Linked DNA regions of Mus musculus: region 1 is linked to region 2. The links are chromatin contacts, called in public HiChIP or PLAC-seq maps. All regions are on one chromosome and are shown on one strand. The core of a region is the stretch at or near the end of the contact, and the rest is flanking DNA. Distances in the headings are between cores, read along the strand shown. Region 1 overlaps Gm20139 (predicted gene, 20139). Region 2 holds the start of Arfgef3 (ARFGEF family member 3).

Region 1 (5,371 bases), core at 1,818-4,317, 440 kb before region 2:
AGTCAGTTCCGTGTCCATGGATTCTACAAGCCACATTCCACCACCTGCACAGTGAGTTGTCCCAAGCTGATTGGAAGCAACAGGAAGAAGAGTGTGTACAAATACTAAGCCATTTTATAGCAGGAACATTAGCATCCACAGGGCTGCTGAAACAACCCCCAGGCTGGCCTCACAAGCCGGGATCTTTCTGCCTACTAAGTGTTGGTTTACAGCATGTCCCACCGCACTCCTCTAGAAACGTTAGCTGAGGAGAATTATGGTCAGAAAGGTTGAAAATGGTCGCTTCTGGCTGCATATGCAAATGAGATCAGACAGCCAGACCAGGTATCCTCCAGGAAAACTAAGAGAACTCACTGTGTTCTGTGTCTAGCATGTAAGGGTTGCCTAGCCATCTCCCAGATCCATATGGTGCCAGTTTTCTGCCAGTGCTCAGGACAAAAAATCCTGGGGTTTTTGTGTCCTGGACCACTCTTTTGCATAGCTCTCATGAATCTGTCATTAAATTTTGACGTACAGAATCTCATCATTTCTCAACCCCCTACCCCATTATAAATGCAGTGCAAGCCAACAGTGTCCCTAGCTTGACTGAATTTAGGTCTCCTATGGATCTCCTACCTTGCCTATTTGCCTATTTTCTATCTAAAAGGGCCAGCTGGAGTAACTCTTGTAAGAGCTGTGCAAAATTACAGGGTTCCTTGGTTTAAGACAGTAGTGACTCCTTGCACTTAAGACTAAAACCCAAAGTTATAGTATAGCTTAGTAGATTTGCTTGCCCAGCGTGCGTGCATGAAGCCCTGGGTGTAAGTCTTACTGCTGGAGGAGGAAGGGCAAGACAGCTTCCTCAAGAGGAGTTGCCCAACCTGTCCCTCTGTACTACCATGAACACTGTCTCAGACTACCATTCCAGACACAGCCTGGGTCCTTTGCACAAACTCCCTCTGACCCCCACATCTAGTATATTCCTATTCATGCCTACAAGATTAACTCTTCCACACACTTGGAGTCTCTGTTCAGATGCAGTTTTCCTAAGGCACACCTTGATCACCCCCCCCCCCCAAAAAAATGGTGACCTGCCCCTCCACACACCTTCCTTCCCTGCATGCTTCCACCTAACTACTTATTACCAGTTCCTACTGTTGTGGCTTTAGGGCTAAAGATTTTAATTTCATTGCTCATTTATGTATCTGAGCATCCAACAAGAAGAGTCTGTCTATCTATCTATCTATACACACACAAACACACACACACACACACACACACACACACACACACACACAAACACACAGAACCACAGAACCATGGCCATTCATTTCCCTTGAAATAAATCTCACAAGTATACATAGTTGCCTAATTAGTTAAATTGTATTTGCCACTAAGTGATTATTTTTTCCAGTGTAAACCCTTTAAACATAGAATTCTGTTAACTTTATTTAGGCATCAATTTCCTTTTGTGAATGAACTGAGCCTCTTTGATAATGGAAGTGGTGGGAATGCAATGTCCTTTTTCACTCAAAGACAAACCATCCAGACACTGGAGAACGTAGAAGCATCAGGCATCAAACACCCAGGAGCTGTTTTGTTTGGTGTAAAAGCTCCCCTCTGCACACGCTCTCAGAAAGCCCATGAAGCAATCAGAGATCTGAAGGATAAGAACAGAGTGTTCTTTGAAATCTCTCAGACGTGCAGACAGGCTCTTCTTCCCTCAAACCATCCTGAAGGGGAAGTGTGTCGGCTTGGACAGTCAGGAGCCGGTGTGGGAATTCCCCCCGTCCCTTTGGTCTCCCGTATTGAGGAGCTTCTTCCGGGTTAAAGATAGGTCATTGCCAGCCACAGTGTCTTTAACTAGATCTAGGCTGCTTGGGAAGGAGAACTTTAGAGAGCAGGTGAAATGAATCTTAGTTCTCCCCCACTCCCAAGATAGTTTTAAAACAAGTGGCATTAAAAGCTTAAACCCTGCAGTTTTACAGAATTACCAATAGATGGCAGCACACGACTCTGCTTCACCAATGAGTGACGTCACTCTTCCTTTTCACGACCACTGACAACACTCAGCTTCCTCAGCTGTTTGACGCGGGCAATTGAATCTTGGGTGGTTGTTTTGTTTTGTTTTCTCTCCACCTTTCTCTAGAATAAGCTTCTTATTGACCTCAAACCACAGTCAACAAATCAACCGTGCAACTGCGACCTGGAAGGAACGCCAGGGGAACTCAAAACAAAGTAAAACAAGCCACCTGGGCACTTTGCAGGGACATCAAAACTTCAGCAAGCTGATCGCTGGTAAACCACGCTGGAGGCCAGTGCTGTGCAGAGGGGCATGTTGAAAAGAGAAAAGAGCTAACGTTTTTGTGACTTACTTTATCAGGATTCCCAGTCTAAACCTGGAAAGGTTTAACTGGGACACCCTGGAGTGGAGGCTTCTGACCTGCCCTCGGAATTTCTCTCCAGTTCCAGGACTCCACTGCGAGTAGAAAAGTTTCAGTAGATAAGACTCCAATAGAGCAAAACTGTCTCCTCTATCCACGACACTGTATTTTAAAACAAAAAGCTCTGGCCAAGCTAGACATGGTATCATACACTTGAAATCCTGGCACTCAGGAGACTGAGGCAGGAGGATCGTGAATACTCAGTAAGGCCCTAACTCAAGATACTAAACCGAGAGAGAGAGAGAGAGAGAGAGAGAGAGAGAATATGACAAGAGATCCCAACTGATGAATAGATAAGGAGTCTTCATAATAAGGAGAAAAAAAAAAAAACCCAACCAATGAAACAAACAAACAAGCAAAACAAAACAAATAAAAACAACTGCTTTGGTGTTTTAAGATCCAGGCTGGCCTTGAAATCTCAGCACTATTTCCGTCTTAGTCTCCCAAGTGGTAGAATTACAGGAGGTGTGAGCCTCCATGAGTGACACCAGATATTTCTTAAGAGAAACCAAAACTTCTTAAACCTGGCTATTTGAGCTTCATAAACCACAGAGCACATGAAACGGAGCACAGTTTTGCTTGAGAACTCAACTCTGTAGGCCGTAGCAAGCATCATGGGATGGGGAGGGACTAGATCAGAGTACATCACAGTACACAGAGTCCTGACGGTAACATCTGCTGTGGGTTACGGTCAAAACAACTTGCTTAGCTCTGCCGTGGACGGCCTGTCTGCTTTTTGCTTCTACGTTATCTGTAGTTCAACATCAACAAGACCATAACCACCTAAAAGTGTCATTTAATGAGTAGACTGTGTAAAAGATCTGAATGGCATGAAGCAGAAACTGAGTAAAGGGTCCCATCAAAGACTGGAGAACAATGCGGGGAGGGGAACCAGACTTACTCATCTTTATAGTAACTCTCACATACCCAACAATACCCACAATCCTCAGCCCCCAAGGGCTAAAGCATGTTTATGGTGTCCTATGTCTTAAATTTTAGCTTAGAAGAATCTACTATCTGGTTAAACAAATAGATCTAGGGTTAAAATGTAAATGTCTTAAGGGACCCAGGAAGATAAAATAGAGAGAACAGCTGTCCAGGAACAGCCTCAGGTTACCATGAAGATTTTATAAGGAATATACTGTGATTTTATAAGCAGTGGACTGTGAGAGGTAGCCTGGTCCTCCCTTGAGCTAAAGGATTGGAAGCCCCAGAGACCTGAAGGGATGGTAGGAGCTTTGCCTGCTTGGGGCACCAGGCCCCTGTCACATAGACACAGCCCTCTCCCATAGATCTGTGGCCATCAGTCACATGAGGGCAAAGCCCCAAGCCCTTCCAGATTTTGATGAGACATCCACAACATTTCAGACCAACACAAGAGGAAAAGAGATCTCCATGCCAATGTGGTACCTAGAGGCCGGGGGGTGGGCGTTGCCAATAAGATTCCCTTCCCAGACAAGCCTCCCCCAAAAAAGGTATTTAATCTCAGGCCCACCCTGAGAAGTGGGGCATGGTTTTATGCATTCACTTTCCACAACGGCTATAAACAATTCAGAACTATGGACTGACTCTTTTCATCAAGATCTGCCGGAGGGAGCCATGGAGAAGGCCTTCACCTACAGAGCCACTGCCTAATCTCTCATAGAAGGCCTCTCTCTCTGCACTCCTAGAGCTCCCCTCCCTACCCTCACACCCCCCTAGACCCATCCCTTGAGGCCCCCCACTCTGTTCTCAGCTCTTCCACAACTCCCAGGGGTGCCTGGATGTCCAGGAGCCTGAGAACCCCACAGCCCTGGCCTCATTGTAGGCCCAGAGACCCCCAGACAGCTCCTGCTTCCCCACATTTCAGATAGTGCTTTCCTACCCAGGAGCAGTGCCTCCTGGGGCTTCCCTACAACCCAACACTCCTGTGAGATAAGCACAGTCAAGCTCCCTACATTCTGCCTCCCCAGCCTGCCCTGCCCTATGGCAGAGAGGACTAGGGACACACAAGCCTACAATATATCATTTGGAGAGTCTTGAGACAGGATGTCCCTGTATAGCCCAGACTGTCCTTAAACGTGCATCAATCCTCCCTCCCCAGATTCCCAAATTCAAGGATTTCAGGGTAAACAACCATGCCTGACTGCTATACAATGTTCTTAAAAGTTGATAAATAATGTTAATGAAGGGAGAAAAAAAATTGTGTCTAGAAAAACACACCCCTGCTGTGGACATGAAAGAACCTAGTGGGGAAACCCCCACTCTGTTCCCGATTCGGCGTGCACCCAAAAATCACGAACAGACCATCTTGATGTAATACAAGAGGTAGTTTAATAGCGGAGCTCCGGGTCGGAAACATATCTTACACAGGAGACAGTGGATTCGACCCCGAGGCTTGGAAGCTAGGGGTTTTTATAGAAAAGGGTTTAGGGCTGGAGGAGGAATTGGCGTGATTTCACATGGTTGGTCCATTTATACATCAGCAGACTGTACATGCAGATAACATTTAACTTAGGTCAGAAGGGCGGGAGATAGGGAGATGCTGGGCCAGCCCGAACATGTCATTCTCTTTATCTTTATGGCCTAGTAGCCTCAGGAATATCTTAACGAAGGGCCTGCCCGGGCATGTCCTGGCCTGTTCTGCTATGTTCTCAGCCCCAGGTTTCAAAGCTCACAAACAACTCTTTGGGCTATTTGACATAAATTACATGAATCACAGGTCTCAAGTTTTATTTTCTTTCATTCCCTTCTTCTTCTACTAAGTAATTCTAATCTTAGAAATTTAAAAGTCTATATCTCTATGTGGAGAATAGAAATCATACTCTTTTCCTATAAGAACAACAACAGAATAAGAAGGGATAGTAAACAGAACTAGGCAGGGACCCTTCTAACAGCAGTCAAACTGACTGGTACATGGTCTACAGCTTGAGTGTCTCCAAGGTTCTCTAGGTTGCAACATTCTGTTC
Region 2 (6,082 bases), core at 1,286-3,785:
GGCTAGAGTCCATCTTGGCAGGGAAGAGATGGCTACATCAAAGAAGGCAAGAGCTGAAAGCTGGCAAGTCACCTTCCATCGGCACACAGGAAACAGAAAGAGAGAAGAGTATGTGGGGCCAGGCTATAAAACCACGAAGCCCCACACCCCTAATGCCATCCTTTCTCCAGCAAAGCTCCACCCTTTCTAGGTTCCATAAGTTTCCCAGGCAACCCTACCAACTGGGGACCAAGTATTCAATTCAAGTACAGGAGCCTGTAGGGGACATTTCCATTCAAACTCTCACATCTGCATTGTAATCTGTGAATGGGACTTTCCACTTAAAGGTCTTAAATAGTCAAATCATGAAATTTATTGAATTTTCCCCATTTCTGCCATAACTGGTTTTGCAAAAATTTCAATGTATTAGGAAGTATATCCATTTAACTTTTCTTCTTAACCTTTTATGGTTTAATTCTTACATCTAACTCTTTAAACTATCAGTCATTCATTCTGATGCATGGTATAATTCTGATGAATATATTATTCCAAATAGTTAATGCAGTGGTTGAATATGAGGTTTTGTTGTTTGCTTTTTCGCACTAGTAACTTTCCCTCAAAAGATGGCTCCATTGGATGTGTGGATGGTGGGCAGAAGGGCCCTTGGGAACTGGCACTCTGAAGGAACTAAGAGCAGTCAACACCCTGTCCCCGCTGGACACTTCCTTGTGTCACTTTCTTCCCTGGCTGCCTTTCACCCCTGGGATTTCTCCCAGTCTCTCCCTTGTACTAATTCCTCAGACCCTTGTCTTAGGTCCTGTCTGGCCTCTGACAGCAACCACTCACCATATTGAATGGCTCTAAATCATCCCTCCCATCCCAGACATTTCCTGGGAGCTCCTGCCCATAGATAAAACACTATGTATCATTATCTCTTCAATCAGACCATGTTAAATCTGAGCTTGTACACTCCCAAGCCCTTCCTCCATATCATCTTTACCTTACCAAATGGGGCCAACGTCTTCTGACTTCCTAAAGAAAACCAGAATGCTCCCCTCATGCTGCCTCTATCCAGTCTTCTCTATCCAGGCGTCAAACCCTTTGGCAGTGTCTCCCCAAATGTCTCTCTTCCAGACCACCTAAAGTCCAGTTTATTCTAAGGTTGATGTGAAACCTGCTTAAACTCCCCCAAGACATCACTCTCTCTGCAGACAGCATCCCTATCAGTAGAAATATATTTCTAATAAAAACTGAATTTGTGCTGGGTGTGGTGGCACACGTCTTGAAACCCTGCACTCAGGAAGCAGAGCAGAGGTCTCTGTAAATCCAGTCAGCCTGGTCTACAGAGCAAGTTCCAAGACAGCCAGAGCTACTAAATGAGATGCTGGTTTTGGGGGGAAAAATTAAAATACAAAGAACAAAAATTCGCTTCTAAGTCCACCCTCACTACCTGTCACAGCTCTCAGAACAAGGTCATTGCTTTCCAGTCAGGACTCTTGCCTGTAACAGCTGGCAAAGGAAGCACCAGAAGTCACTCAAATAGCAGAGGCTTACTCACTCCCCCCTCCTAGTTTAGTCCCCCTGGCTTCCCTGCCTATCAAAAGCTAACATCAACTGTCTGTGCCAGTGTGTCTCTTCAGAGGGAAACAACCAGTACACGAGGTAAAGGAAGGAAGGGAAGAGATTCTTTTATTATTATTATTATTATTACTATTATTACTTTGACAGTCTCGTGTCCCTCAAGCCCATCTCACACTGACTGTATAGGCAAGGATGACCTTGAACTTCTAACTTTCCTATCTTCACCTGCTGGTACTGAAGGTTTTAAAAAACATCTTTGGATTTGGGCTGTGTGGAATACATTCTTGTTGGCTGGGAAGTAGCTGAGGTCTAATTTCCTTGTGTATATACTGGGCCATTAATTTCTAACATACAGGGCAGTCCCACAGGTTGACTACTGGTCTATTTATAGATTTTAAGTTGTCAGTTAAATCTATTGATTTTTTTTTCTTTTTTCAATTTCTGCCTTAGCTGGTTTGGTAGAAATCTCAATGTACTAAGGGAAGCGTATTCATTTTAATCTTCTAAATCTTTTCTGGTTTAATTTTCACATCGAATTCTCTAATTATTAGAGAGAACTGTATTAGAGTCTAATGTATGCGTGTAATACATTGTAAGCTCCCAGCAGGCAGGCATATGACGTAGTTCTCGCTGGATGGCTCCAACCTTACACAGGGAGGGGACCAGCTGTTTACTATTTACTATTTATTACTATCTACCCCCTAGTGTAGCAGGTCTCAGAGATGCCTGATGCGCCGGCCCAGCAGGTGATTGGCACAAGCGACCAGGCCCCTCCCTGCCTTCCGCCCGTGGATCTCGGTGATTTCCCTAGGGCAGAGACTGGCCGGCAGCCAGCCACAGATCCCCACCTTTGGATGAAGCTTGGTACCCCAGGTCCTCTTGGACGTTAGGTAGACGGCCGGGGCCTCCCGGGTTCCCCTGCTGGTGAGCGCACCTGACCCGGCGGGCGTGGCAACAGGCGTGGCGGCGGGGCTGACGTGGCCTGTGGCGCGGAGCGGGTGTGATTCATCAGCGGCCGCCGAGAGCCATGGGGACGAGTGCCGAGGCCTCCTAGGCGCGTCCCCTGCGCGATCTCGGGGTCGGTGGCCTGGCTCTAGGAAGGCCAAGATGGAAGAGATCCTGAGGAAGCTGCAGAGAGATGCGTCCGGGAGCAAATACAAAGCCATCAAAGAGAGCTGCACCTGGGCCCTGGGTAAGTGAGGGCGATGCGCGGGAGCCGAGGGGCTGCGCAGGGACACCTGCTCCCGGATCACAGGCTCCTCGGGCCCCTGGGCAGGAGGGACTGCCACCGACTATGGGTTATGAATGTTGCCTCGGATACTTAATGCGGGGTATGAAAATCTTGGCTCAGCGTGGGCATCCAGCTGTCTCCATCTGGTTCCCTTACCGCTTCCCAAACCTCTATGGGAACCGTTGCCTTTGCTGTGAGGTAACCTCATTCCTGGTCCCTAGAGCCCATAGACAAGGGTTCCTCTCCCCCCCCCCCCCCCAATAGCCAAGTTAGGACCTCCAGCTTGTATGAAATCAGGGCCCTGGTTTCCAGGGGTATGGAAGAAAAAAGGAAGTTAATTAAAGCAACAGCCCTCTTCTCAAACACTGGTGAGTGGAACCAGGAAGGAAGGCTTGTTTAATTTGATTTTGCTGATAGAAGCCACCTTGCTAAATATTCGCTTTTATGGCTATTGTGCATGGAACATAACAGACTGAAGGAATTGTGTTTCTCTTGCAGTTCGGTTATTGACTTGCCCTCAGACAGGTGGGCTTTTAGTTGTGTGAGCTGTGCTAAAATTGAGATAAGTTCCTGGTAGCAAATGAGCATTTCCCATCCTGTAGGCTGCAGTTCTCAAAATCGGAAAACAAACGGAATGACATGTCAATTAGGCAAGACCAAGGCGCTGAGAATGGGGGGTGGGGGGGGTGGGGGGGGTGGAGTGAACTGTACTATATAGACAGCCCACTAAGCCCCTTGCTTTACCAGAGCCTGCGTGATATGCCTCTGTAACCAGCTAATTAAAAACAACAACAACAACAAAAACCCAGGAACCCCTTCCCTTGAAATAAAAACCAATCGGTGATTGTCATGATTCTGTGCTGTGTGCAACCTGGAAAATAAGGCACAGAAATGCCGTTAGCCGTAGGTCCAACTAAAGACAGAATTCTCATAGTGTTTTAGGTCATGCTGTTCTGACAGAAGGTCCTAATTCACATGTTTGTGCACACATGTGTGTCTGTGTCTCTGTGTGTAGACAATTGTAGCAGCACCATCCTTTGTTTAATCTCTGCATAGCCCTAAATTGTCTCAATTATTGCCCAGGGAGTTTATCTTGTAGGTAGAACTAGTGTTTGGCCATTTTAGTGTAATGTTAAATGCAAATGGACTAGCTGTCTGAGAAGCAGCAAGGCTCTTAAAGCCGCAGTAAGATTTCAGTGTGGCCATTACCGTTTACTGTTCAGCAGTGATTCGAAGCTGGATTCCCAAATGCCTCTCTAATGAAGGGTCACAGATGGCTGGCTAACATAATAAAGCAGGACCTGACTGGGCATGAAATACACCATTCCTAGTATTCCTTATTAGTTTGCTGTAAACGAAACGGATTGAGATAAACGCAGAGGTGTAGAGTAACCCAGTGTTTTTAATAAGTTGGGCATTCGATATTCAACATCTTGTGTTTAAACCACGGCTGTTGAACTTAGGCCCTTGAAGCTACTGGGGAAGAAGCCCGGAGCCGAGGACAAGTAGATTTTCTGGGTCAAGTTCAGAATTCACCTTGACCGTAAGAATAGATGAGGTCCCTTTTGCCGCTCCTTGATCACTCTGTAATTAGCAAGAGAAGAGATAAAGCTATGACAGCTAAATAATAGCACGGAACCTTCCTGGGTACATGGGGTACATGGGAACAACCACAGTTGGAAAACCGGGCATGAGAGCTTCAGTGAGATAGGGTCTGACTATGAGGGGAGGAGAAGGGAGACTGAGTAGATTTCACGAAAGAATGGGTAATCTTTCCATTCTCTAATTTTTCTTCTTTTTTTTTTTCCGATCATACATTTCAGACACTCCTGTAGTGAAAATCTGTTTGTTGAAGGGGAGTGGGGGTATGCAGTATAAACAAAGGCGGAGGCTAGAGGGGTTTGCTGTTTTTCACTCCCCTCCAGTTCCCACAGCCAAGGCAAGGCTTTTACTAGAAAACACTTGCCGCCCATCAGCCCTCGTATTTTAAATAGAGGAACACGTACATTTCTAAGAATGTACTTAAGAAGCTAGAGCAGCACCGTTTCTGCTTGCCCCATGGAGAGCTCCAGGGCCTGGTGGCAGTTAGCTGTGCCACCACGTTGTCGATGGCACCGTGCACAGCAGTTACTTTCTTTGCTCCTGATCCTCTTCCGTCTGGGATTTCTTTGCCGCTCCTTCAAAGCCTTACAGGAAGCTTTCAGTGCCTGCCTCAGTGGAATTCTTTACCCCGCTGGCTTAGAGCCCTGCCCTCCAGACTCTCTTAGAGCACTTAGTACTTTGGAGTTGGCACACGCATACCTATGACGGAAGGATCATTGAGAAACATCTTGAGTACAAAGACAAGGCAAGTTAAAGCTGACCCCCCTCCCCCCACCACACAGTTTACTTGCTCCATCCATGGAAGGTTCATTGGAAGAATAATGGGGTTTGGGCTGATATGAAATTATACAGTCTTAAGGACCTTGACTTGGTCTTTGTGAATTGTCTGTCATGCTCTACACGGATTTTGGGTGTCCATAAACTTAGACCATCTTATCTCCTACTTAGACTGTGTTAGGAGAGGGGAGTAACCCTTATTCAGAGTTTCATGGGGGGAGCCTGGTGTTGGGATTGGTTTCAGCTGTGAATAGGAGATAACCCTAGAGTCACCTGAGAAAAAGAAGGGGCTTCAACTGAAGAATTGCTAGATCAGATTGCTCTGTGACTATGTTCACGGGGCATTTTCCTAATCGCTAATTGATAGAGGAGGGTCCAGACCACTGTGAGATGCCTAGGCAGGTGGGACATGAGCTGTGTGAGAGAGGTAGCTGAATGTGAGCCTGCAACAACCTGAAAAGCAGCTTTCCCTTGTGGTATTTTCTTCAAGCATCTGCTCTTACTTCTTTCAATGATAGACTAACCTGTAACCTGAAAGAAACCCCTTCCTCTCCAAGCTGCTTTTGGTCGTGATGTTTATCATAGCAACAGAGATTATACTAAGACACGCAGTCGGCTTTCTTTAGAATGGAACAGCAGTCATTTCAAGAGAGAGAGGGCCCCCAATGGAGGAGCTAGAGAAAGCAACCAAGGAGCTAAAGAGATCTGCAACCCTGTAGGTGCAACAACATTATGAACTAACCAGTACCCTGGAGCTCTTGACTCTAGCTGCATATGTATCAAAAAATGGCCTAGTTGGCCATCACTGGAAAGAGAGGCCCATTGGACACGCAAACTTTATATGCCCCAGTACAGGGGAATGCCAGGGCCAAAAAGTGGGAATGGGTGGGTAGGAGAGTGGGGGGGAGGGTA

Evidence for each region. HiChIP or PLAC-seq counts read pairs in DNA pulled down with a chosen protein or histone mark.
Region 1: a contact with region 2 is called in an H3K4me3 HiChIP or PLAC-seq map of bone marrow-derived macrophages, with 3 times the contacts expected there. The contact joins the enhancer-like site here to the promoter of Arfgef3 in region 2. A contact is called at or near these places in 2 of 39 promoter capture datasets (embryonic stem cells and liver) and 3 of 115 datasets of contacts at active chromatin or transcription factors (bone marrow-derived macrophages, embryonic stem cells and stem cell-derived neural progenitor cells).

Annotation. Positions count from the first base shown.
Region 1 is chr10:19,182,772-19,188,142 of GRCm38.p6, reverse strand. All of the region lies in intron 2 of Gm20139 (predicted gene, 20139), which reads right to left. Among named protein-coding and RNA genes, the nearest start is that of Gm20139, 44 kb to the right of the region's middle. Within about 2 kb of position 3,067, at least 171 of the 459 cell types and tissues checked have an H3K27ac peak or open chromatin away from gene starts, as enhancers often do. A contact at or near this core is called in bone marrow-derived macrophages, where this site is marked.
Region 2 is chr10:18,740,211-18,746,292 of GRCm38.p6, reverse strand. It overlaps Arfgef3 (ARFGEF family member 3), which reads left to right and starts at 2,535. Exons shown (of 34, transcript NM_001033258.4): 1 at 2,535-2,752. The coding sequence starts at 2,668. Gm32926 (predicted gene, 32926) reads right to left here and starts at 2,822. Exons shown (of 5, transcript NR_152783.1): 1 at 2,409-2,822.